Linked DNA regions of Delphinus delphis: region 1 is linked to region 2. The links are chromatin contacts, called in public Hi-C maps. All regions are on one chromosome and are shown on one strand. Each heading gives the region's core, a stretch centred on a gene start, on an enhancer-like site or on the middle of the called end of the contact. The rest is flanking DNA. Distances are from core to core; before and after follow the strand shown. Region 1 holds the start of MARF1 (meiosis regulator and mRNA stability factor 1). Region 2 holds the start of PDXDC1 (pyridoxal dependent decarboxylase domain containing 1).

The links. A called contact is a pair of places that touch in the nucleus more often than the background predicts.
Region 1: a Hi-C map of muscle shows a contact between it and region 2, with 5 times the contacts expected there. The contact joins the promoter of MARF1 here to the promoter of PDXDC1 in region 2. A contact is called at or near these places in 3 of 3 Hi-C or Micro-C datasets (lung and muscle).

What each region holds. Positions count from the first base shown.
Region 1 is chr15:61,580,695-61,587,040 of mDelDel1.2, reverse strand. It overlaps MARF1 (meiosis regulator and mRNA stability factor 1), which reads left to right and starts at 4,037. Exons shown (of 27, transcript XM_060031795.1): 1 at 4,037-4,127. It overlaps NDE1 (nudE neurodevelopment protein 1), which reads right to left and starts at 175. Exons shown (of 9, transcript XM_060031803.1): 1 at 103-175.
Region 2 is chr15:61,353,436-61,359,280 of mDelDel1.2, reverse strand. It overlaps PDXDC1 (pyridoxal dependent decarboxylase domain containing 1), which reads left to right and starts at 2,034. Exons shown (of 24, transcript XM_060031785.1): 1 at 2,034-2,191. The coding sequence starts at 2,171.

The DNA.
Region 1 (6,346 bases), core at 2,788-5,287, 230 kb before region 2:
CGCCGGGGCGGGCAGAAGAGTTTCCCGGCGGCCGTGGCGGTGGCGGTGGCGCTGGCAGTCCCCAGGAAGTCCCCACCCCGGGGGCCGCAGCTCCGCACTTACCCGGCTCCGGCTGTGAGGAACCGCGACGGCGACGGCTGCGGCAGCGGCTGGGGGCGGTGCGCCCCGGGCCTCCAGCCCCCGCCCCCGCGCCCGCCCCCGCGCCCGCGCCCGCGGCCGGCGCCGCCCATTGGCTGCCGCGCTACGGGACCGCGTCTGCCTCGGCCAATCAGCGCCGAGCAGCGCCTTTTGGAAACTTTTTTCCCAGGGCCCGGGCGCGGCATGGCCACGCGGCGGCCCTGGGCGGGCTGGCGGGAGGGGCCCTGGGAGGCTCCCGCTGCTGGGCAGGGTTCTGGCCCGCCTTGGAGGCTAAAGGGTGCTCCCTGGACACCGGGGGGACGGGCTGGGATTTGCGGGCCACGCACTTCAAGAAAATATGACTCCCTCCCCTTGACACCGGTTGCATTTTCCTGTTCTTGGCTTTTCCCCAAAGCAGATAGGACAAAGATCTAGGTCCAGTTGAGGATAAGCAATGCCCCAGGTCCTCCCCACAACTTTACAACCAATATAAAATTTTCTTTTTTTTTAAGACCTTTTGATGTGGACCATTTTTAACATCTTTATTGAATTTGTTATAATATTGCTTCTATGTTATGTTCGGTTTTTTGGCTGGGAGGCATGTGGGAATCTTAGCTGCCCCACCAGGGATGGAACCCCAACCCGGAACCCACACGCCCCCTGCATTGGAAGGCAAAGTCTTAACCACTGGACTGCCAGGGAAGTCCCACAACCAATATAACAATTTTCACATCATTATCTTCTTCAAAGGCAGCAAAACTCCTTTACAGGAGATTGTTTTCGAGCCTGGCTTTGAATCCTTGCTCTGTCCCTTAGTAGCTGTGTGATCTTGGGCAAGTTATTCTCTCTGTGACTTACTTTCCTCATCTATAAAATGGGGTTATGCAGAGACGAAATGAGTCAACTTGGCATTTGCAAAACGTTTAGGACAGTGCCTAAGCACATAGTTAAGTACAATCTATGTACTGATCATGATTTTTCAATTGGTTATCTAGGTCAGGCATAATGCTAACTTCTTGATGTTCACCAACGAATATTTATTGAGCACTCACTTATATCAAAATAAATGTCAAACAAGACACCTGTCCTCAAAGGGCTTATAGTACTAAGAAAGGACACTAAATCAGCAAACAGAAACAGTGAAATAATGTCAGATGCTAATAAGTGCTATGACTAAAGCAAGGTCATATGATAGAAAGGGGCTGGGGAGGGGTCCCTGCAGATAGAATGTCAGGGAAAGCCACTCTACCAGGTGACAATGGAGCTGAGACCCAGATGATGAGAACCACAGGAAAGCACTTTTATGGTCCTCATTTTAAAGCTGAGAAAAGGGTGCAGGAAGTTAAATGCATTGCCCAAGGTTTCACAATTAATAACAAATCAGACTTCAAAGCTGGGTCTGTTTGACTCCTACACTGGTGTTCTTCAGCACAATGCTACAGGCAGAGATCTTAGCTGCTTTGAGGCCTCCAACCAGTCATAGAATCCCTCCTGCATCCCTGCCATGGTTAAGAATGACCTTTAATTCTACTTCGACTCCTTGCTACTTCCTGAAAGAAGCTCAGAGATGCAAAAAGGAACTACCACTTACATCAACGGGGTTAAGTATCAAAGTGTCTTTTAGGAAACTTCCATCCTGGCCCCAAATGCTAATAAATCATTTGCACCCCCTTGACACTTTCCAGAGCCTCACCATTCTGTGAGGTTTCTGGGCAGAGAATAATCACCCCAGTTTAAAGATTAGCTGAACCACAAGTTGATGAGCTATCAGTACTGACTACATGACATTAAATCATTTAAACCAGTTGATTTTCAATTTCCTTCATTTTTCCATTAAAAATAAAAGGGAGAAGATATTGAAATGATTATCATTAAACTCCTCTTCAGGAACAGGTGTTTAGGTAAATGGGTTTGTTATTGGATAAAACCTTAAAAAAATGAAAGGGAAATTTTGGTATACTTTAATTAAAACTTTTTTCTCTCTATTCAATGTTTTCCTTGTAGCTTTCAGATATTAATGAGCAGAAAGCTGGGTTTCTCTTGCTTAAATTCTACCATCATAATTTATTATTTCAAAACACTAAACTTTTCATTAGCCTTCCATTTAGTATGATTGATAACATTTTTATTTACTGCATTTACTTATTGACACCAGGCACAGCTCTGGACTTGAAAGAATGCCAAGCAATGTCAAACAAAATGTGTCTGATCTTTATTTTATTTTATTTTCTCTTTATTATAAAAGATATTATCTTTATTATAAAAAGCAATTTTAAAATCCACTATTATTTTGTTTCCTTTTTATATTTTTAGTTAGTACTGTGTTCAGAGATACTCAACTAGAATGAAAAGGAGAGAAAAAAATCTCTAAAGAGAAGCATATTTTTTGGTACTGTGAAAAAAACAAAACGCTAGAAACAGGGTTGTTTTTCATCTGTTCTAATTCCCACTTGGAGAATACTACCACACACAGACACAATGAAGATTTACTCAGCAGTAATAAATACCTAAGCAGGCAGATGATGTGTGGACTTGTCATCTGCCTTCTGGAAATGGAATACAAGCACGAAGGGTTCTTCAGCTATGTGTTTGATCTTGCCCTCCACAATACCTGTCTACAAGGACGTCTACAGGGATGTATCAGCTTCCCCTGAAATCTCCCCCACTTACTGTGGATTGCCTAATGAAGTTGCCTCACAGTACAGACTTCAGGGGGAAAAAAGTTCTCTTTCGGCAATTTTTACTTGCTGATCCTTATGCAAAGTTAACCTGTTTCTCAGCAAACTTCAGAAATAATCTTTTACGTAGCATTCGGCTATTGCATCGTAAACTATGTCTAGATTTAAAATATATATGCTTTGTTTTTCTCCCAATTTGCAACAGGAAATAGTGAGCAGCTGGTAGTTTCAGAAATGTCCGTTGTGCCTACTTAAAAACAATTTTTCAAAAATTTCAAATATAAGTAAAGAATCTGAAGCAAAAAAACCCAAAACAAAACCCAAAAAAAACCAAAAAACCCCAAACATGGCAAATCTAGCCACCAACAACACAAGCTGTTATTGGCTTCACATGGCTTTTGCAACTATAAAGTCTCCTTTTTGCTCACCTAAGTGGGCACTGGAAAAGTTGTATTCATTTGCAACGAGCTTTGGACCAGGACTTAAAAAAATCACGTTTTCTTACTTAAGTCACGAGGACCTCTTAATTGCTGGTGACAAAATCCAGCCTAGTCTTGGCACAGGCTTTCTTTTTGCCAGCTGGATCACAACTTCTCGAGGCGCCCTGCCGGCCCGAAGGACCTCGCGGGCAGCCCAGTTGGCAGTTATTTTTTTCTCCACTCGCCGCTAGGTTGCACTAGATAAAGGATGCTGTAGCAAATATGCGTCATTTAATTTAAAAAAAAAAAAAAAAAGTAGGGTCATCACGTGACAAGAGTAAGAGAGAAAAAAAGCCAAAACGATCAGGTTTTTCATCAAAATCCCTTTTAAGTCGCCTTCCCTCAAAAGCCCGAAAGAGCTGAACGGTGACAAATCCCGGTTGGCAGATTTTTTCCCCGGGTTCCACCTCACAAGCACCCTAAATCTCCGCTTTCAGGTTCCTTCCCACGCCACAACGATAAGCCAGCGGCAAGCCTTTCTTAAACTGGGGGTTTTCGCCAAAAAAGCCGGGGTCGGTCCCCGGGAAGGTCCCTATTTAGGGGTTTATCGGGAGGGGACTGAGCCTGACGAGGCTGCAGGGCCGCGAGGCCCCGCCCCCCCCGGGGTTCCCAGCACGCCCCGCGCGGGGAGGACGCGGCGGCGGGGGACGGGCGGAGGAAGGGGCGGAGGCAGGGAGGAGAGAAGGGCGTCGGTTTTGCGACAGGGGCGGTGCGGTACGGAAGCGGAAGTGGAGGGTGCGCTTGGCGGCGGCGGCGGGAGCTGCGGAGTCGGGAATCAAAACAAAGGGCCTGGGGGGGGTGGGGGGAAGGCGGTGGGGCCGGAATGTGAGCGGAGGTGGAGCCGGCGGCTGAGGTGAGTTTGCTGGCAGCGCTGGGAAGTAGTCCCCGACGCGTCCAGTGCTCTGGGGCCACCAGGCTGGAGAGGGGGAGAGCGTCCCCTCCTTTTGCCTGTTGCCGGCGGGGGTGGGGGAGGTTGGCTGGTATGAGGGGAAGGAATGGGACCCACCGGGCAAGCCCCCGCTACAGGTTCGAGTTGTCTCCCTTTCGGGTCAATTCACGACTGTCATTGCAGCGCCTCTGCTGCCCTTTGGGGGTGTTTGGCTCCCTGCCCACACTTGTCTCCTTTCTCCCTTTGGGGCCCTCCAGGTGTGGAGAGCAACCCTTCTTGTTGGAAGTTTAAGAGAGGAAGAGAACAGCTGGTGTTTTTGCAACCCTCCCGCCCCCCAGCGTTTTGCACCCTCCTCGGTCTATCAGCACTCCCTAGGGTGTAGCCTCTGGCTTGACTGAGCGTTGAGTCGTCTTAGGACTTGAACCACTCCCAATAATTGTACTGCGACACTGTGATACACCTTTTAGAGTTTCCCTGGCACCTTTCTGTTATTACCTAGAGCTTTCAAGTTACATCTTTTGCACTTTCTAACATCTCTGAGCATAAATATTCTGTTTTGCATACAGGGAAACTGAAACCTAAATGGGCTTCTGAGGCATTTATTGAACTTTGCATTCATTCAGCAGTTGTTGGTGGGTGCCAGACACTGTGCTAGGTGCAGGAGATACAATAATGAATAAGAAAACATGATCCATATGTACTACCGTGGAGTTTATATTTACGTGGGGGAGACAGATAATAAAAAAGCAAGCAACTAAGATAATTTTAGGAAGAAGAACTGTGAAAAACAACAGAAATACCCAGGAATGGGATGCGGTGATGTGGGGTGTTGAGGACTAGATTGGGTGTTGAGAGAAGGCCACTGCTAAATTTTCTACTTTGTCTCATTTAATACAAACAACAACCTATGAAGGTGCTACTATTATCATCAGGCCCATTTTACAGATGGGATCTGAGGTTCAGAGAGGTTGCGTGTTGTCCAAAGCTGCACAGATAGGAAGCGGCAGAATTGGGGATTGATAGGAGGACAGTCTGATGTCACAGTCTGGGCTCTCAACCACTATCTGAATTGCTCAAAGACTGAGAGATAATGGCGGAAGTGAGACTTCCACTCAAATCAAACAGAACTTGCTTTGACTACCTGAATTACATCACATCATTCCCAGGAATATTTAGGAAAATTTCCGGGTGCAGGCCACTAACAAGCTAATACGTATATACTTTCTATTGCTCGTGTTGAGCGATACCAGAGGTGCCTTGGTGTGATAGAAAGAGGTGGACAAGCCTGGTTCTTTTCCCTTTCTATTGTGTGATCTTGGGCAAGTTACATAATTTCATTTAACTTCTGTTTCTCCTCTGTAAAAATGTGGCTAATTTCTCCCTTGTCTTTCTCACAGATTTACTGTGGGAAAAAAGATGACATAAATGGATCGCAGTGTCTGGTTGTTTCCTTCATTGTATCCCTTGTGCCAAGCACAGGCTTACTACATAGTAGATACTAAGTAAATATTTGCTGAATGAGGAAATAAATAATGTTAAACAAAAAAGCTTTGTAAACTGTATTTTACTTGACACCTTAGCTCACTTTCAGGATTGGCCTTGAAGGGGCTTGAGAGAGCATGTTGAAGTTGTGTATGTCGTGAACATCACAAATTCTTAGGCTCTAGAGAGAAGATAGGGTATATGAGGTCTGTATTTAATAGGAAGAACAAGTACCATAATTTACTATCATTGTGGCAGTTAACTCCATCTCTGTCTCCAGATTAGCTCCAGTTTTTGTAGGTAAATAGCTGCTTTATTCATTCTCTCATTCAACAAATATTTCCTTAGTATATACTATGTAGGAGCCCCGTGCTTGGCACAAGCCATACAGCGGTGAAGACAAACAGATGGTGGCATCTTTTATCTGATTTTTTTCCCCCATAGTAATGCTTTGAGGTGGGCAGGGGAGAAATTAGGCACACTTGGCTGAGGAAGAAACTGAAACTTAATAAAGTTTTGTAGCTTCTACATAAGGGCCAAATAGTAAATATTTTTGGCTCTGTAGGTATATGATCTACAGTCTCTTGCAAATAATTAACTCTGCAGTTGTAGTGCAGATATAGCCATAGGACTTCAATAAGCTTGGCTGTGTCTCAAATACAACTAGTCGTAGACACCGAAATCTGAATTTCATGTAGCTT
Region 2 (5,845 bases), core at 785-3,284:
AGGTCTATATCAGAACATATAAGCCAAATTGTTCCCACAATGAGTGGTTTCATCTTCTGGCTTCCAACAATATTTTTCTCATCTCTCTGTTCTAGCCCATAGAATGCCGCATTATAATTTATCAGCTTACATATCTGTCTGTCTACAAGCCAAGTGGTTTTAATTTCTTTTGACAGGAGTGTGTGTGTGTGTGTGTGTGTGTGTGAGTGTGTGTGTGTGTGTCCAACTTGATCTTGAAAGCTATGCAATGCTCCCCAGAAAAATGCACTCATGCAAAATTTAGAGCATAGTTTCAGGAGTTTCACAGACCTCCCCCTGGGTCCAAAGTAAAAACCTCTGCCCTAAACAGCATTTTCTTAAGGGCAGGATCTTGTATTTCTAGCCCCTAACTGTCCAAGATGGCAGTCGATAAACATTTGGATAAATATTGAATGAACCAATTATTCCCACTTTCTTCATGTTGGCTTTTAAAGTCTACTTTTAAAATAGAAAATGTAAGTTTCATCTCTCTAGTATTTGTTTTGTAGAATCTACTTTTTAATATAATCCAGATACTTGGAGGTGGTTTTAAAAATTAGGAGTTTTTAATGATACCCAGGCTGAGGTGTTAAGGGGTGAAACGTATTGATGTCTGCAATTTTGGAATGTATCAAAACATAAGACGTATTGATGGATAGATAGATGGATACTTATGTAAATATCATATTTGTAAAGCAAATACAGATAGATGTTCATTGTAGGATAGGCATATGGGTGTTCATGGTATAACAACTTTTCTAAATGCTTGATAACAACACGTTGGAAAAGGTGACTTGTTTAGCTCGAAGAGGTACATTCCACTTTTAGATCTTGGAAGACATAAATCTATCATCCTTTTCTGTTTGCAGAGCTCTGTGGAGAATCTGAATAGTTCCCACTGTACACAAAGCTTCTTTTGGTAGAAAATAATTTTATTAACATAACTGGGCAATTTATCTAACACAATTTAGAGAGCTCAAAAAATATAATTACTACACTGAAAATGCAACCCAGTCATTTACACAGATTTCGGAAGAGAGGCGCCCAGAACAGGAGAGAAGAGGTATGGTTTTGCGGTTGTAACGTCATCGGTGTACTAGTGGTGAATTGTTTTACGGACTGTAACCGTGATAGACTAGTTCATTTCAGTTTTCCTCATTTAGAGGGAAGAATAAGGAAATTTATGTCTTCTCTTATTCCCTGGAAACACCTTATGATTATACAGGAGGGGTGGAAGCGGTTATAGAGGCAGTATGTGTAATGTACAGACGCTGGGGTCAGGGTGCTTGGATCCAACCTAGATTGGCACTGTGAAATGGAGATAATAATGATCTCTACATCACAAGGCTGTTGTACCATAAAATGGAATAGCAGCAACTGATCTATTATTATCATTATTACCTAACAAGTCATAATTGTGGCCTGACACGAAGAAAGTGGCTGAGCCAGTTGTCTCAAAGTCGTTTCCGTCTAGAATTCTGCGGTAAGGTCTGAGACAAATACCTCAGCTCTGATCAGCGCCTTTTCAGAGTAGCGGTCACTGGTCAGGAGTCCAATAGCTGAAACCCGCGAAGCCCTGAGCACCTAGGAAACCACCAAAGCTGCGCGTGCGCGGGGGCGCTCGGTCGCCCCGCCTCTCCGTGGTGAATGGCCTGTTCCATTCCTGAGGAATGGCGATAGCGGGGAGAACTTGGAACACTAGGCCCGGAAGTAGAGGTGCGTTACCAGTATTTCCAGCATTTTGCTACATGAGTGACCCCTTGTAATTATTATACTTCTACTCTGACACCAGGACAGGCTTCTGAAGAGAGTTTGGAACGGCTCCACCATCCATTCTCCCCCTCTCATCTGGAAACATTTGGGCTGGCCGGCGTGACGGCCTTGTACGGAAGCCTGGAGGGCCCCGCCCACCCACGGCCCCGCCCACCCCATGGGCCCCGCCTCCCCGTGGGCCCCGCCTCCCCCGCCTTCCCGAGCCCCGCTTTCCACTCCCCGCTGCGCAGCCAGGAAGTTCCTTCTCTTCTCCGCCCCGCCGGCCGCGGGCGAGCGGGACGTCAGCGCTGCCAGCGTGGAAACGGCGGCGGAGCTCGGGAGGCGGAAGTAGTGCCCGGGATCGCCGGGCCTCCATCGGGCTCAACCGGCCGCCTTAGCCATGGACGCGCCCCTGGAGAAGGTCCGTACCGGGGGTGGATACGGAGCGGCGGCCCGAGGCCCCCGCCTGCGGGGCGCCTGTTTCCCGGTCGCGAGCTGCCGTTGTGACCGGGGAGGGGGCCGGGGGCTAACGGGCCCGCCTGAGGAGGCCTGGTCGCGAGGGCGTCCGGCCCGTCGCTCGAGGCTGGGGCCTGGTCACGTCACGGGGCCGGGGGTCTCTGGGGTCCCCGTGGGCCAGGAGAGGCTGGGCCGGGTTCTGCCCGGGGCCGCGAACGACCCGGAGCCCAGTCGGGGGCCGCGGGGCCGACCTTGGGGCCTGCGAGAGCTCGGCTCACCCTCTCGGATGACAGAGCTAACAACTTGCTGCCGCAGAAGCTCCTGGAATGAAGCCCCAGTTGTTTCGGAGCCAATTGGAAACCTGTAGGTTGTCTGTGGGCTCCAAGTTAGGAAGGGAGATGTGCAAGCAGTAATTTGCCATCTTCAGCGAGCCTAGGAATCACCTGGGGCCCTTGGTAAAAATCCAGATTTTCAGCCCTCGGGTCGGAACCTTGGGGGACGGGACCGGGATCTGTGGGTTTAACGAGGTCCTCACGTGATTCTGATGCAGTAGTTTGAAAGACCCCTGAGGTCCAGAAAGGGGCGGGGCTTCTGTAGATTGTGAATTTCGTCTTTGGGAATGCTGCTGCTCCACAACTTTCTGGCTCCCCCTTTCCGTGGCGAGGGGGGACCCTGAGGTCAGTCGGAAATCCGCTGGTAGCGGGGTTTTACTCTGATTTCCTCTTGGGGAAACAGCAGCGTGATGTACCTGGCTGACCGCTCTGGCATGTGAAATGGATTCTAATTGTCCCGGATTTAGAGCTAGTAAATGAGAACCAGTGCTTGGATTTCTTCACGGATACCTACTTTCAGACCCTGACTTTCTGCCCTCCCTCAAAGTCCTTCTTTCTTTACAAGCTTGGGAGTCCGCTTGTCCAGACCCGGTTTTTCATATATGTGGAATTCAGGAGCAATGCTAGTGTTTCAAGACTGCTTTATTTTAATTTTGAACTGGCAGAAGTAACATATTTTGTCATTTTTTCAATGCAGCAGCTGCTGTGGATTTGTTCACTTGTCACTGGAGAGTTAAAGGGAGTAATTGTACAAGTTGAGCCAGATGTCTTCATGTGCACACAGTGGTATAGCCTACGCCTCCGTTGTTTCTCATATATTGGGTGGAAGGAATCAAGAAAGGACAAAGATAATATGTTTTTCTTACACCGCCTCTGTGGTGAATGTTACATGTTTTTCTGTCTAGGAATAAAGTCTTCCCAGGCTTTTGATGAGCACAGTGTCTACCTTGTGGTACTTTGAGTTTCAGTCTAAATCAGTGATTCTCAACCACCAGGCTGTTTTGTTCCCCAGGGGATATTTGGCCAACGTTTGGATACACTTTTGATTGTCACAATCAGGCATTAGGAAGGGGCTGCTGGTACCTAGTGGGTAGAGGCCAGGGATGCTGCTAACATCCGACATTGCACAAGACAGACCCTGTACCAGAGAATTATCAGTAGTGCTGAGGCTGAGAGCCCCGGTCTACACCGTGTGTGGACCAGTAGTTGAATACAAACGCCTGTGGTTGAATACAAAATGATGCTAAAAATGTCCCTTCAGTGTTGTTTCCTTTCCAATTTCATAAAGAAGATGGGAGGGGCTTTGTGGCATTTCAGTTAGAAATCTAAAGAACTGGAGTGTTCTTTCCTCCAAGAATAGTTCGTTATAGGCAGGTCTGCAAAACAGAATGGGTTGGAATCCTGCTTCAAATATTATTTTTCTGGTATTTGATTACTAGATTACAGTGGTTGCTCCCTAAATGTTAATTGATGATAAAAGATCTTAAACTCTTCAAATGAAGATCTGAAGAGGTACTGAAACTCCAGCATGCTTAAGCCTGGCACATTCACAAAAATTGCAGGGATCTTTCAGGAATTCAGAATGTGTGGGCTGGAAGTCTCTGCCTTAGGCCAGTGTGTAAATTCTGAATGTAAGTTTTTCAGAACTAGTACTGTGTCTTATTTTTATATTCCCTGAAGCAAGACAGGGCTTTACTTGTACTGAACAATTTCTCTTGGTGCTAAGTGGGCAGAAAAGAAAAAGCATTGCTGTAATATGAATGTTGAAAATTTTGTGTTGTGAAAAACAGTTTGAATCAAAGTAAAACATTGAATTGTGTCCATTATTCTGGTTTCTTTGAGGAATAGACTGCTGGGTTAAATTCTACATTGCTAGTATAAATTTAAGAACTATTTGAGCAGTTCTGAATGATGCCATTTAAACTAATCCTTGCATAATTTAGACTGGCTACAGAAACCACAATGTTATTTGATACCCATCCTCTAAAATTTCAAGTAATCTCTCTCACTCTATAATGTAGTGTGCTATCATTGTTTAATAGAATCACTCAGTACATTTCCTTTGGTCCAAATATAATTTTGTACCCTTGCTTTTTCTTTAAGTAATATGTAGACATGCAGACCTGCGATGACAGAGCCATTTTCTTGCCTTGATTTGCTTTTCTTTCACAATATATGTTTTCTTTTTGTATTCAAAATTAGTGACATCCAGAGAAACTATAGATAGGTTAATTATAGGGACAAGGAATTCAAACTAGAAGAGTTGGCGCCTCAGCCCCCCCAATACTGTACGTCCAACTCATAAGGAACAAATCTCACAGTGTTTACTTATGTTAATATCCAAGTTTAAAAATGCCACAGGAAGTAATAACGCTGATGCTGAAGATTTTAATAAGGTACTCAACACACCTACATAACACCTGTTAGTAAAAACCTGCTACTTTAAACTTGTAGAACAGCCCAGATCTTTTCTTGCTGCTTGGAAAAATCTCATTCTTCCTGAGTATTATGTTTAGACAAGGTGTATAGCAGTTTGTTTTAAACTTTTTTTTTTTTTTTCGGTACGCGGGCCTCTCACTGCTGTGGCCTCTCCCGTTGCGGAGCACAGGCTCCGGACGCGCAGGCTCAGCGGCCATGGCTCACGGGCCTAGCAGCTCCGCGGCATGTGGGATCCTCCCGGACCGGGGCACGAACCCGTGTCCCCTGCATCGGTAGGCAGACTCTCAACCACTGCGCCACCAGGGAAGCCCTGTTTTGCACTTTTAATTCCAACCTTGAGTAAACTTAGAGCAGATGTCTCAGCCTTGGCACCACTGACATTGGGCTGGATAATTCTCTATTGTAGGAGGCTGTCCTGTGTACTGTAGCATGTTTAGCAGCATCCCTGGCCTCCACCCACTAGATGCCAGTAGCATCCCCTCCCCACAGTGTGACAACCAAAAACATCTCCAGTTGAGGCAGTTGTCCCCTGGGGGTGAAAGGATCCCCTCTGGTTGAGAACCACTGACTTAGAGAATCTAGAGCTGCACTGTCCACCAGCCACATTTTTTTTTAATTTATTTAATTTATTATTTTTGGCGGCGTTGGGTCTTTGTTGCTGCGTGCAATCTTTCTCTAGTTGCGGCCAGTGGGGCTACTCTTCGTTGCGGTGCGCGGGCTTCTCACTGCAGTGGCTTCTCTTGTTGCAGGGCACAGGCTCTAGGTGCACAGGCTTCAGTAGTTGTGGTGCGTGGGCTTAGTAGTTGTGGCGCACGGGCTTAGTTGCTTTGTGGCATGTGACATCTTCC